Linked DNA regions of Sus scrofa: all the other regions are linked to region 1. The links are chromatin contacts, called in public Hi-C maps. All regions are on one chromosome and are shown on one strand. The core of a region is the stretch at or near the end of the contact, and the rest is flanking DNA. Distances in the headings are between cores, read along the strand shown. Region 1 holds the start of RNF215 (RING finger protein 215). Region 2 holds the start of OSM (oncostatin-M). Region 3 overlaps TBC1D10A (TBC1 domain family member 10A).

Region 1 (4,165 bases), core at 1,086-3,585:
CCTGACTGCCTCCCAGGCACACCAAGTCCTGCCACCCTCCGTAGCTGTCCTTGGAGAGGCCACAGGTGGTCCATAGGGTCAGTTTCCACTCGATGTTGGCTGATAGGGACTCTCCGCTGGTGATCTCAGCCATGGCCTGGGTCCTCCTGGGAGGGAAAGCCAGAGGGCCAGACAAAACAGCTCAGGAGAGAGGCCCAGACCCATCCACCCCAGCCTTGTGGGGAAAGGATGCCCTTGAGCATCTCCCCATAGCCCCTCTGCTTTGGTCCCAGGCCTCTCTCAGATGCTGGTTTTTCCAGTTCTTTTTTTTTTCTTTTCTTTTTTTTTTTTTTTTTTTTTTTGTTTGTCTTTCTGCCATTTCTTGGGCCGCTCCCACGGCATATGGAGGTTCCCAGGCTAGGGGTCGAATTAGAGCTGCAGCCGCCGGCCTTCACCAGAGCCACAGCGACGCGGGATCCAAGCCACGTCTGTGACCCATACCACAGCTCACGGCAAAGCTGGATCCTTAACCCACTGAGTAAGGCCAGGGATCGAACCCGCAACCTCATGGTTCCTAGTCAGATTCATTAACCACTGCACCATGACGGCAACTCCATGGTTTTTCCAGTTCTTATAAAGCCAGGCCAAGGAGGCCCATAAGCACAGAGAAGCAGCGGCCCTCCTCCTTGTTGGAGCTAATCACCTCTGCCCATGGAGCAGCCTCCTTCTTCCAGTTCCCTCACCCATTTTTCAGAGCAGAAGAAAACCATCTTTAAATAAACAGGAAAGGACCTGGTCCCAAGACCCCTGAGCCCATGGCAAAGCCAGGGACCATAGCACCCAGGCCCAGTCCTCTGGAGCTCAAACCCCAACTCACTGCAACAGTGCCTCCAACAGCTTGGTGACGTTGGAAGAATAATGCAGGACAATCACTGGCCTGAGCAGAAGCTGGGATATGTCTAGCTGTAGGAAGACAGGGAGGTCAGCCAGTCCTGGTTGCCCATCCCCCAGCCTGCATGCCCACTAGGCTTGATCCGGTTTACCTCTCGGACCACGTTGTGGTTCAAGATGAGGAGGAGCAGGGCAGAGGCTCCCAGGAAGAGCGCCCTCCGCATCTGCAGGACAGAGGCAAAGGCTCACACACACACATATACTTGCCCACACATGCGTCTCACTACCTATGGCCACGGTTGTTCTTATCTCTGGAGAGAACATTTCCTCTGGATAGACTATAAGCTCCTTGAGGTCAAAGGCCGAAACCCTTATGCCTCCTGCCTTCCCCTCAGATGTTCTATGGGACCCAAACAATACAGGGCCTTCCTTGGTCCAAGCAGGGCCCACCCCAGCAGGCACTCCCTGACTAAGCTTCCTGACTCTCTGGCCTCCTCCCACCTCCCTGCTGCCAACCACACTGACCCAGATTCTACAAACTAGGGTCCCTGGCCCTACCCAGGCCCAGGGCTTCTCTGAAGGCTCCTTACCGGCCCACCACTAACCAGGTGGTCTGGCTCTAGTAGTTGCCTTGAAAACCCTCCTCTAGCCCCCTTTTCACATACACCCTCTGCACCTGCTGAACCAGAGCCTTGGGATAGGCCTGTGGGCCGCTGCCCTGACTTTCCTGGTCAATCTGGCCGCCTGCTCCTTGCCCACGTATGCCACCGCAATCCAGCCTTCTCTGGGCACTTCCTGCTCAGCATCCACAACGTCCATCTGTGGGGTGAGGGACCGTGGATAGAGGGAGAGGGGGAGGAAGGGGGATCAGGCACACAGAGGATGCAAGGCCAGGGTTTGGGGACGAATTTGGAGGGGAAGACATCTGATCTCAGATTTTGGAAACCTGAACGCTGGGGGCCTTGGCAGCCTGAGGAAGAGGCGCTGGGCTGCCAGGGCTTGGTCCAGGACGAAGGCTGGATCTGGGCACAAGGTCTAAAGCGGGCCGGAGGCCATAGGGCTCAGCGGCGCTCACCAGCATCAGGCGGCCGCCCATCAGGGGCGCCGCGTCTGCTTCGGGGCCGATCCGGACGCCCTCCAGCACCAGAGCGTCTTGCCGCGGCAGCTTCACGTCCACCCGTACCGCGCGGGCCCCGCCCCGTCCCGCCCCGGCCGTGGGCTTGCTGCCGTCCGCCGCGGCCCCGGGCCCCGCCAGGCCCAGCCAGAGTGGCAGCAGGGGCAGCAGCAACAGCAGGGGCGACGGCGCCGGCGGAGGAGGAGGTGGCAGCGACCTCAGCGCGGGGCGAGCGGCGGGGCCCATGGCCGGACCCGGCGAGCAGGCCGCACAGAGATCCCGGGGTCCCGAACGCTGCGGGGTTGGGGAGCGAAGCCTCAGCCGGACGGGGCGGGGCGCTGGGAGGGGAGGGGGCGGGGCCGTGGCCGGACGGGGCGGGGCTCCGGGAGGCGGCGTGGGCTCTAGGCGGCTCTCCTGCCCAGACCGGGCTGCGCGCGCCCCCTGGTGGCCGCGGAGAACACCGGCGGCGGAGGTCTGGGACGCTGGATCTGGGCGGTGCGAGGTCACCATACTCAAGTCAGACAGTAGGTGATTTGAACTTGTTGCGTTTTGTCTGGAGGAATGTCTAGAGGTCTGGACGCTGGCCCTTTCTCTATAGCGGCCCGACGCTCAGGGTTGGCCTAGGCCTCCCTTTCTCCACCGGACAGAACTCTGGAGGCGGGCAGGGAGGGCGTGGAGCTGGGGAGGAAATTGAGGTAAGGGTCCCAGAGGGGCAGAAAGTGGGACCAGGCCTAACTCAGCTCCGTAGTGTTGTCCATTATATCCCCTTACTTGCGGCCCTGGGGAGGAAAAAAAAAAAAGAATACCTAAAGAAATGGAATGATGCTCGGGTTAATGGATTGCTAGACTTAATACTGTTAAGATGGCAATACTACCTAAAGTCATCTACATATTCAAAGCAATCCCCAATAAAATTAATTTTTTTTTTTTTTTTTTTTTTGCCTTTTAGGGCCACACCCACGACATATAGAGATTCCCAGGCTAAGGTTCAAATCAGAGCTGTAGCTGCTGGCTTACACCATAGCCACAGCAACACAGGATCTGAACCACTTCTGTGACCTACACAGCAGTCACTGGCAGCACTGGATCCTTAACCCACTGAGCCAGGCTGGGGATTGAACCTGCATCCTCATGGATGCTAGTCAGATTCATTAACTGCTCAGCCACGATGGGAACTCCTAAAATTAAAATTGTAATGACTTTTTCTTTGGCTACACCCATGGCATGTGGAAGTGGCCAGAGATCGAACCTGAGCCATAGCAGGCCCAAGCCCGCTGTGCCACAAGAGAACTCCTCTAATGACAAACCCATCCTATGCAAAGGGCCCTGACTAGCCCATATTGGAAAAAGAATAAAGTTAAGACTCATTCTTACCAATTTGTAAACATACTACAAAGGTACAGTGATCAAAAAACAGCGTAGTAAAGATAGACATGTAAACAAATGGAATAGAATTGGGAGTCTAGAAATAGACCCAGACATCTATAGCCAATTGATTTTCTTTTTTTTTTTTTTTTTTTTTCAGGGCCACACCTTTGGCATATGGAGGTTTCCAGGCTAGGGGTCAAATTGGAGCTGCAGCCGCTGGCCTATGCCACAGCCACAGCCACACCAAATCCAAGCCACATCTGTGACCTACACCGCAGTTCACGGCAACACCGGATCCTTAACCCACGGAGCGAGGCCAGGGATGAACCTACATCCTCATGGATACTGGTCAGATTCGTTTCCACTGAGCCACAACAGGAACTCCCCCAACTGATTTTCAACAAGGGTGCCAAGACCATTCAACAGGGAAAGAACAGTGTCTTCCACAAATGGTGCTGGAACAACTGGATATAATGTACCAAAGAATAAAATTGGACTACTACCTCACACCATATACAGAAATTAACTCGAAATGGTCCTGCTATAAAGCACAGGGAACTATGTCCAACCACTTGTAATGGAACATGATGAAAGATAATATGAAAGAGGCTATATACAGATGTATGACTGGGTCACTTTGCTGTACAGCAGAAATTGACAGAACAATGTAAATCAGCTATCATAAAATTTTTTTTAATTAACTCAAAATGGGTCAACAGTGGGAATATAAAATGGTGTGACTCCTGTAGAACACAGGATGATGATTCCTCAAAAAAAAAAAAAAATTAAACATAGGCGTTCCCATTGTGGCTC
Region 2 (4,165 bases), core at 868-3,367, 110 kb before region 1:
GTGGGGGATGTTGCATGATCTCCTGGGCATCTCAGGGTTAGGCCTGGACTGTTCGCCATGGCCCTGGAGAAACCTGGGGACTCGGTCTCCCCACCAGCCCCGTGCTAAGCGGGGGTTGGGGCGGGTCCTCCCTGGGGCTCACGCCTACCCTAACCCCCCAGTTCTCTGAGACTCAGATGCCCCCCAAGGGCCGGGTGCTCACATAGGGGTCCAGGAGTGTGCTGGTGTCCCGCATGTGGTCTGCCTGATGCCGGAGCTGCCGGAGGAGTTCGTGGTATTTGCCTGAGCACTTGCCCTTGGCCGCCGTGCTCAGGAACAGGAGTCCGAGGACCAGACCTGGGACAGAGAGGGGATGGGTTACCTGACTGTGGGGAGGAAGCCACATGTGGGCAGCTTTCAGAGGGGACGGCGCTCAAGAGGGCCTCGGAGGATACAACTCCATGGTCCACACCTTTGTGCCGTTGAGAGCGGTGCTGGGCACTGCACCTGCACGGGAGCACCTGCTGCCCCTGCCCCCCGCTACCTTCCCAGCAAGTCACTGTTCAGCCCCCGAAACAGTGGCTACAATTCGCCAAGTAGGCCTTTGAGAAGAACTGGTGAGCCCAGCTGGAGTCAAGCCTGCCAACCTCAAGCTGACACCGGGGGCCCTGGTGGGCTGCTCTTCGTAAAACCTCTGGGTTAAGGGACAGCCATGGCCACAGGCCCCTGGGCCCACCTGTAACAGATCCCAGCCAGTCATGCAGTTAGACTCTGGCAGGCTTTGCGGCTCAGGAGCAGCCTGGCACTCTGATCTATGCCCGCAGAACCAGGAAAAGCTGCCTTTCCATCTGAAGCTTCCATCTGGAAAGGATGAGTGAGGCCTTCTAGTCCAGGCCCCCATTTTACTAAAAACAAAGGCACTGAAGGAGAAGGGCTTGCTCAGGTCACCCAAGGCCAGCGCATCCGCTGACCTCTCACACCTCTCTCCTCTCCCCCTAAGTGGCCACTTCTGTCAGGCCCACCAGGGATGCTGTGAGCCAGAATATTCTGGGGGGCGGGTAATTACGGCTCCCCCCACCTCCCCCGACCCACCCACTGAGCCCTGGCAGCCACGTGGTCGGAAGGGCCTGTGGCGCAATGGCCCGGAAGGCAGTGACACCACTTCCCTTCCTAAGAACTGTGGCCCCTTGGGGAAGATGCTGCTAGGAGACTGAGGGGCTAGGTCCCCAGGCACGGCGACCACAAGACACCCCTCGCCACCCTCCCCCCCAGGTATCTGCTGCTGGGCTCGGGCAGGGCGGCTGATGTGAGCAGAGTGCGCGTGGGAGCAGGGTGTCTGCATGGGTGTGTGTCTGGGTCTGTGTGAGGCTCGAGGGAACAGCTGGGCCGTTTTGTCCCATCCACCACAGGGGCCCCGGGGCTGCATGCGGGGGTTCCCAGATTGGTGAGATTGAGGGCTCCGGAAGACATCACGTGGCTCTGTGTGTCTGTCACCCTGTGGGTGTGGCTATATGTGCTGTGTGATTGTGTGGGCTCCAGGGCCCCCGGGGCCTGGCCGATAGTGACCATCCATCCCAGAGCCTGTGAATTGGGGCCAGAAGGAAGCCCCGCAGCCCTTCCAGACAATACACCACAGTCCTGCTCAGCTTCTGCAGCTTCCTCCACTGCCCCAGCACTTCTCCCACCTCCCTCCTGCTTCCCTAGCTTCTCCCGCTGTGATCCCCTTCCCTCATAACCCTTGCTCCCAGAGTCGACTCTATATCACCTACCCCTGGAAGTCCTCCAGGGATACCCTTCTCCACCCTGTGAAGATGCTGTGTTCTCAGTGGACCCCTCTCTTTGCCTGATCCTCTGGCTCTTTCCCTTTCTTAGCATCTTTCTGCCCCGTGTCCAGCCTCCCCAGTTCCCAGAGGACAGCAGCTGGCCCTGCTCCCCACTGGCGCCCATGAGCACAGCAAGCAGGTCCCGGCGGGAAGGAAGGAAGTACTCACTGAGCAGTGTCCTCCGAATACACTGTGCCCGCATGCTGGGTGACCGAGCTCCGGCCTGTGCCTGCTGGGGGTGACACCTCCCGGCTGGGAGCCCTGCGGGCTGGCAGCCACTTTATGCCCGCCGGGGTGATTGGCCAACACCTCGTGAGGTGGGTGGGGAGGGGGAGGGGGGAGGGCAGGCCTTCTGGGAACATGACCCCAAAAACCAAAGTTTCCACAGGCGGCCAATGGGCGCTGGGCGCGGTGGCATGCCTGCTCCTCCTCCTGTTTTCTTCGAATTCGTTCTTCGAGGTCAGCCCCACGCCCAAGGATGATGCAAACCGCAGCCTCAGCCTTTTATGGGGTGAGCAGGGAGCAAGGGGGTCCATGCCCACTGTAGGAGGCTGTGCCCGGGATGGAGGGGAGAGTCCACCAGCAGGCCCCTGGAGGGCCTGATGCAAAGTCCCGGCTCGGGAGCCTTCAGCCTCACAGGCCACTGTGGTTTGGGGCTGAGGGGAGCGAGACATCTTCCTTCTTGAGTGCCCTTCCCGCCCTCCCGCCAGGGCTGTTGGGACATCTGTGAGCGGAAACCACCGGGCTCTGGGCAAAGAGCCAGACCCAGGCTGGCAGCCCCGAGATTGTGGTTATGGCCCCAGGACCTGCATCCCCCAGCAGGACTCCCAGCCACCTCCTCTCCCCCAACAGGCACCCTGCACACAACCAGCCATCCCCAGACCATCGCCCACAACAGGCCCCTTCTCCACAGACAGGACCCTCTGGGGAGAACCAGGCACTTGGAGCAAGAGAAACAGGAGATCAGGTTCAAGCCCACTGACATGCTGTGAGATCCAAGGCAAGTCGCTTAACTTCTCTGGGCCTTCGAGACCCCCACCATCCCCGCCACCTGTAAAATGAGGATTTGAAAAGCATTTCCTGGCCACCTCACAGGGCTGCTGCCATCATGGACATAAAAGGCAAGAGCCCTTTGAAGGCAAAAGGAAAGATGAAAGTCTGATTCCAAGTACGAGCTGTCGGGAGGCGGGGTGGGGGGCGGAGGAGATGGGGAAGCTGTGAGCTCAGAGGGGAAGCCAGAGAAGGGGAGTCGCCGCGGTGACGGTTGGGGACCAGGTTTCACTTTCTCTGAAAGATAGTGATCTTGGGTTGGTCCTCTGCTTCTTGCAGGCGTCAGAATGAAGGGGCCCTGGAGACAGCGCCTCCAGAGGCAGCCTGCTGCTTCACTGGAGGATACACTGAGGCCAGAGAGGGCAGATGACGGGGCAGAGGGCTGGCACACCGTGCCTGCAGCTTCAGCACGTCCACCGGACCTAGACGAGGGTCTTAGCCTGTGCCCAAGGAGTTCTGTGGGGAACAGGGTATCAAAGGCTGAGGAGCCAGGCTGGGGTCCCTGGGGGCGACCGGTGAGGCCTGCACTAGGAAAGCCAAAGTGGCTGGAAGAAGAGACAGGCACCCTCCCACCATCCCCACCCCAGCACCAGTCATCACCATGAAGGCTGTTCCCACCAGCTCTCCCCCTGCAGACACACCCACGCAGTCATTTATGCCATCAACAAACTTGTATTGGGCCCCTGCTCTTGGCTGGCCACTCCCATCTGCTGAGGATCTAGCAGGGGACAAAACCAGAGGAACCCCCATGCCCAGGAGGCTTCCTGCACACACACCCCAACTCCCTGCATGCAGCATGGTATTCATCACACCGCAGCTGCCGCCGCCGCCGCCACTCCCGCCCCCCTCAAGGGCCAGTTCTGGATTCTCCTCCTGAGAACTTCGCTTCTACTAGATTCCTCATCTCAGGTCCCACCCACACAGGCGGCTCCCTGGGATCCTTCTTCATTTTACACCCCTGATCTCATTTTGCCACAACCCTGGGAGGGAGAGTAGCTGGGCGGGGAGGGCATGGCTCCCTTTAACAAGGAAACTGGGAGGAGCTCAGGGACAGGCTCCAGCCCCAAGGGCAAGGTCTGGCTGGAGAGCTTTGTGCCCCTCTCAGGGGCTCCTTGCTGACCGACCGCCATACTCAGGGGACAGCCCTGTGCTTTCACCCCATGGTCCAGAGAGGTTGCATGTCCTCCTCAGCTTAAAGAGGCCCCTGAGGACTTCCCTGGTTAAGGATTAGCAGGTTAAGGATCTGGCATTGTCACTGCTATGGCACGGGTTCCATTTCTGCCCCAGGAAATTCCACATGCTGAGGGTGCAGC
Region 3 (4,165 bases), core at 518-3,017, 76 kb before region 1:
CAAGGATAAAGCTAGAGAAAGTGCTCGAAAACAGAAAGCAGAAGGGATTAGTTATCTGAGGCAAGGCCCGGGGAAAGATCTCTGAAGACAATGGAGCGAAGCCACACCCAGCCCACTGAACTCCAGGAGGGCAGGGCCAAAGTTTGAGCAGAGCCCCACAGGGGAAAACAGCATTCCAGCAGGAGCCTGCCTCCCTGCAGGGTCTGGGCCCCTGTCCTGTGGACTCAGGATAAGTGCCATGGGTCTGGATCCACTTCCTGATGCAGGTATTGTCCTCCATGTGCCAGTACTTCCTGACCATGGGAAAGCCCAAGCCTGTGCAGCAAGGCAGTGAGAGCTCCTGGGGCCAGTGTGGCAGGAGAGGAGCAGAGGCTAGGGCCTCCGGGCAGGGTGGGGTGCAGCCTCTTGGCCTCTAACCACAGTACCAGGAAAGCAAAGGGGAAGAGGAAGTGGTGCCAGCTGCTCTGCTGAGAGAAGCTCCCCAATGCTCCCCTTTGGAATCCCCATCTGCAGGGATGCTGGGGCAAGAAGCCCACAGCCACCTCCCTGACAGCCACCAGCCACCACAACAGACAGTAGAGAGGGAATTAGAGCTCAGGGTAAAAGCCCAAGGACAAGGAAGCAGGAAAACAGACCCCAGTCAGGCAGGAAACAGTTTAGGAACAACTGCGTTAAAACAATATTTTTTCAAGTGAAAGTTTTTTCTAGGAGTTCCCATTGTGGCTCAGTGGTAACGAACCCATTTAGTAACCATGAGGATGCAGGTTCGATCCCTGACCTTGCTCAGTGGGTTAAAAGATCTAGTGCTGCTGTGCGCTACGGTGTAGGTCACAGATGTGGCTCATATTCTGCGCTGCTGTGGCTGTGGTGTAGGCTGCTGGCTGTAGCTCCAATTCGATCTCTAGCCTGGAACTTCCATATGCTGCAAATGCGGCCCTTAATACAAAAAAAAAAAAAAAAAGTCTTTTCTAACAAGCAAAATATGAATGCCCCAAAGCCCACACAGAACAGCAACAAAGAGCCTAGGCCTGGTTACACCCACAAGCCCAGGGCTTTACAGAGGGCCTCACAACAGGGTTAAGTTCTCACTTGACCTGGGAAATTGAGACTGAGAGGGTGCAGTGACTCACCCAAAGTCACTCAGAACTCTGGGCTTGAAGAGAGGAAGGCAATGGGGACCTGGGACCAACTCTTTATGTGGCCTTCGGTCCTGAGCTTTCTACTAGGTCCTGCAGCCAGCTGCACCAGCCAGGACCAGAACAGCATGTCAGCTGATGACAGCAGGCCAGCAGGTTTATTGCATGCTGCGTATTTGGGCAGAGAGACCCCAGCTGTGGGACTGTGGACAGGCCTCCACCAGGCCAGGGAGTAAGGAGACCGTGCCGAGGTGGTTAAGAGGATCAACATGCAGACTGTGATGGGCAAGGATGTTCCTTCAGGGTGACAGAGCTAGTTCCTAAAGGTAGCCTGCCAGAAAAAGACCACTGGGTATTTTCATTTTCATAAGACCATTGAACTGTGAAGTTACTTTTCTTTTTGCTTTGGCCAGCAGGCAAGAGGGAACTCATCAAATTAATCTAGAGAGTGAAGAAGACTCCCTATTGTGGTAGGGAAGAGTGCAAGCACAGAAGCTGGACTGCTGGGTTCAAACCTGATCTTGCAGTAATCTGAGGATAGTACCACCACAGACCTCACTGGGGTGCTGTAAGGATTATCTGAGTCAAGTGCCCAGCATACTGCAAATGTTCAACACACATTAGCTATTATCTGTAGTCTAAAGTCCTTCCTGATAGGTGGTAAGCAGCAGCAAGGACTTCACCCAGGAGAGCTGGGGGAAAGCTGCCTGAAAAGCTTTTGGCTTTTGGCTCTCAAAAGGCTTTGAAGTTTGACTCCAGGACAAAGTTCTACTTGAGTCTGAAGTCATCTGGGAGGACCAAATGAAGCCTGGGCCCTCCCTCCAGCCAGCTTCTGTTCCCATTCCTGAGCTGGCCAATGGGGACACCTAGGGCAGGTGGCAGCTGGAGAAGTTCCTGCTCCCCAAAGCTGAGGCAGCTCCTCCCTCTTCACTTCTTCCCCAGCTGTGACTTCCAGCCAAAGACACCTCACCTTTTTGTGCTTCTTGGCCATCCATTTGTCCCAGTTGTTGAGCATGTCCAGCCACTTGGACTCCCTCTGCCTCAGCACCTCCAGAGGAACTTCCTCCAGCCTGTGGAGCAGAGGGCAGAGACTATCAGAGGTGCCAAGAGAAGAAAAGACCCTGGCTGAGGCCTTAGCCCCCAGCCTGCTGGGTCTCCATTCCTCCCCCTGCCCTCCGTCCCTGCCCTTCCCTTCCTGGCTGCTAACCTGTAAGTGCCCTACCACAGATGTGAGGGAACACAAGCCCCTCCCTGAAAGGCACAGGCCAGAGAGACACAAGGTTCAAGTGCTCACTCCCACAATGTGTCAAGGGGCTCAGGGGTCACCATGCCTCTCTAGGGCAGAGACCTGAGGGCCTGCATCTGTGCATCAAAGCAAAGCATTCCCATCCTGGGTCTGTCTTGATAAATAAGCCTCTGCAGAGGGCCTGCGTGCAAGGTACAGAGCTGGACGAGAAAACTAGTCAAACAAGGACAGAAAGAACATGCTCACCTCTTCACTCTAACAAAACTACTTACTCATAGTTTCCCCAATTACACCCTGGCCCCTTCCCACCTCTCAACCTTTGCTCATGCCAGTCCCTTTGCTGGAACACTCTCCAAGTTGTCTCCACCTATCAAAATCCTGAACACACTTCAAAACCCCATCAAATATCACTTGTATCTGTCCATCTATTGAGTAGCTAGCACAGCTATGCTGGCCTTTTTCTAGGGCCAGGGCATCTAGACAGATTGAGGGAGCACTTCTGAGACTAGAACCAAATCCCAGACCTCACGGCACTGACATTCTACTGGGCTCTGAATGCCCACTAGAGCCGGTGGAGGAAACATGTTGGCATGAAGACCGCTCCGGTCAGCACCAAAGCCTCTGAGGCAGGCTGGGGCAAAATCCCTGGCTTAAAGCGTCCTTCAAGTGAGTGAGCTTCCTCCAAGGAGTGAGTCCCTGGAAATTCATGAATTCATAGAACTAAGGGATAAAGAGAAGAAGGAGACTAGCATTTGGAGGCTGTGTGTTCTACATGTGCTTCCTTTTTAGCCTACAGGGCAGTATTGGTAAGAAAACAACAGCAAAATGTACATGTGCACTGACTTCTCTACATACATACACTCTCTTCTTAAAATTATTTTTAAAGTGTATCTTTTAAATTTCCTTTTTGTGCCCCTTTTTTTTCCAATTAAAAAAAGTATTGACATTACTGAGATGTAAGATACCCAGAGGGGGTATACTGTTGACAGTCATACAGTGGAAAATCAGTGGAAAAACCCAGACTCAAATCCAAATCAGATCCTAGCCAAGTGCCTGCACTCAGTCCTGCCCGACCTCCCAGAAAGGAGCCCAGGGTCAGGCACTCATGAGGCTGGGAGGAGGCTCTCTCAGGAACAGGACTTGGTGGGGCTAGGGTTTGGCCCAGGCCTGGATTCTCTGATTCTCTTTCTACCGGAAGGAAATGCACTGCTGTAACTTTTACTGGTTGGAAGAGCAGAGGGAGGGGCCCTGGCCACGCCGAGGCCTCCAGACACAAAAGGGCAGGCCCTCTACTTCAGTGTGCTTTATCTGAAGAACTGCACAGGCCTGAGAGCAGCCTTGGAGCTGCAGCCCAGGAGAGACAAACTCAGCCCCCCTCTGCACACTCACACAGGCCACCACCCTCTTGAACTGCAGACCCTCTCGCCACCTAGAGGCAGGAGCAGAGCACAAGGACACTCTACTTCCCATCCCTCCCCCTGGAAGAAAAGCAGAGGCCACACCTTTAGACCAGGTAATTCTCAAAGGACTGTATACTTGTCTCCTGGAAGTACCCAGGTGCCCAGGGAGTGGAATCCAAAAGCCCTCAGGCATCACAGGCCAGGTCACCTTCCATCACCTATAAAGCATTCACTCATACACATCAGGGGATGAGTCTACTAGTTAACTAAACGAAAGGGGGTACCCACACTTTGTCTACAGGAAGCTCTGACAGTTGTAGACGTGGATAATATCTGATCCAATCCCCCACTGAGCAGATGAGAAAATTGGAGGCTCATAGAGG

The links. Hi-C and Micro-C count contacts between places; a contact is called where the count stands out from the background.
Region 2: a Hi-C map of retroperitoneal adipose tissue shows a contact between it and region 1, with 2.8 times the contacts expected there. The contact joins the promoter of OSM here to the promoter of RNF215 in region 1. A contact is called at or near these places in 1 of 5 promoter capture datasets (liver), 14 of 47 Hi-C or Micro-C datasets (alveolar macrophages, blood, embryonic fibroblasts and 9 more) and 1 of 2 datasets of contacts at active chromatin or transcription factors (alveolar macrophages).
Region 3: a Hi-C map of liver shows a contact between it and region 1, with 9 times the contacts expected there. The contact joins the enhancer-like site here to the promoter of RNF215 in region 1. A contact is called at or near these places in 3 of 47 Hi-C or Micro-C datasets (fetal liver and liver) and 2 of 2 datasets of contacts at active chromatin or transcription factors (alveolar macrophages and skeletal muscle).

What each region holds. Positions count from the first base shown.
Region 1 is chr14:47,354,856-47,359,020 of Sscrofa11.1, forward strand. RNF215 (RING finger protein 215) reads right to left here and starts at 2,336. Exons shown (of 10, transcript XM_005670838.3): 1 at 1,946-2,336; 2 at 1,605-1,689; 3 at 1,547-1,602; 4 at 1,023-1,094; 5 at 857-942; 6 at 1-146. The coding sequence starts at 2,230.
Region 2 is chr14:47,244,719-47,248,883 of Sscrofa11.1, forward strand. OSM (oncostatin-M) reads right to left here and starts at 2,118. Exons shown (of 3, transcript XM_001929161.4): 1 at 1,971-2,118; 2 at 203-336. The coding sequence starts at 2,004. LOC110256683 (a long non-coding RNA gene) reads left to right here and starts at 857. Exons shown (of 4, transcript XR_002338554.1): 1 at 857-1,251; 2 at 1,874-2,119; 3 at 2,191-2,313; 4 at 2,655-4,165.
Region 3 is chr14:47,278,949-47,283,113 of Sscrofa11.1, forward strand. It overlaps TBC1D10A (TBC1 domain family member 10A), which reads right to left. Exons shown (of 9, transcript XM_021072299.1): 2 at 2,107-2,206. Among named protein-coding and RNA genes, the nearest start is that of CASTOR1, 14 kb to the left of the region's middle. Within about 2 kb of position 1,768, at least 19 of the 83 cell types and tissues checked have an H3K27ac peak or open chromatin away from gene starts, as enhancers often do. A contact at or near this core is called in alveolar macrophages, fetal liver and liver, where this site is marked.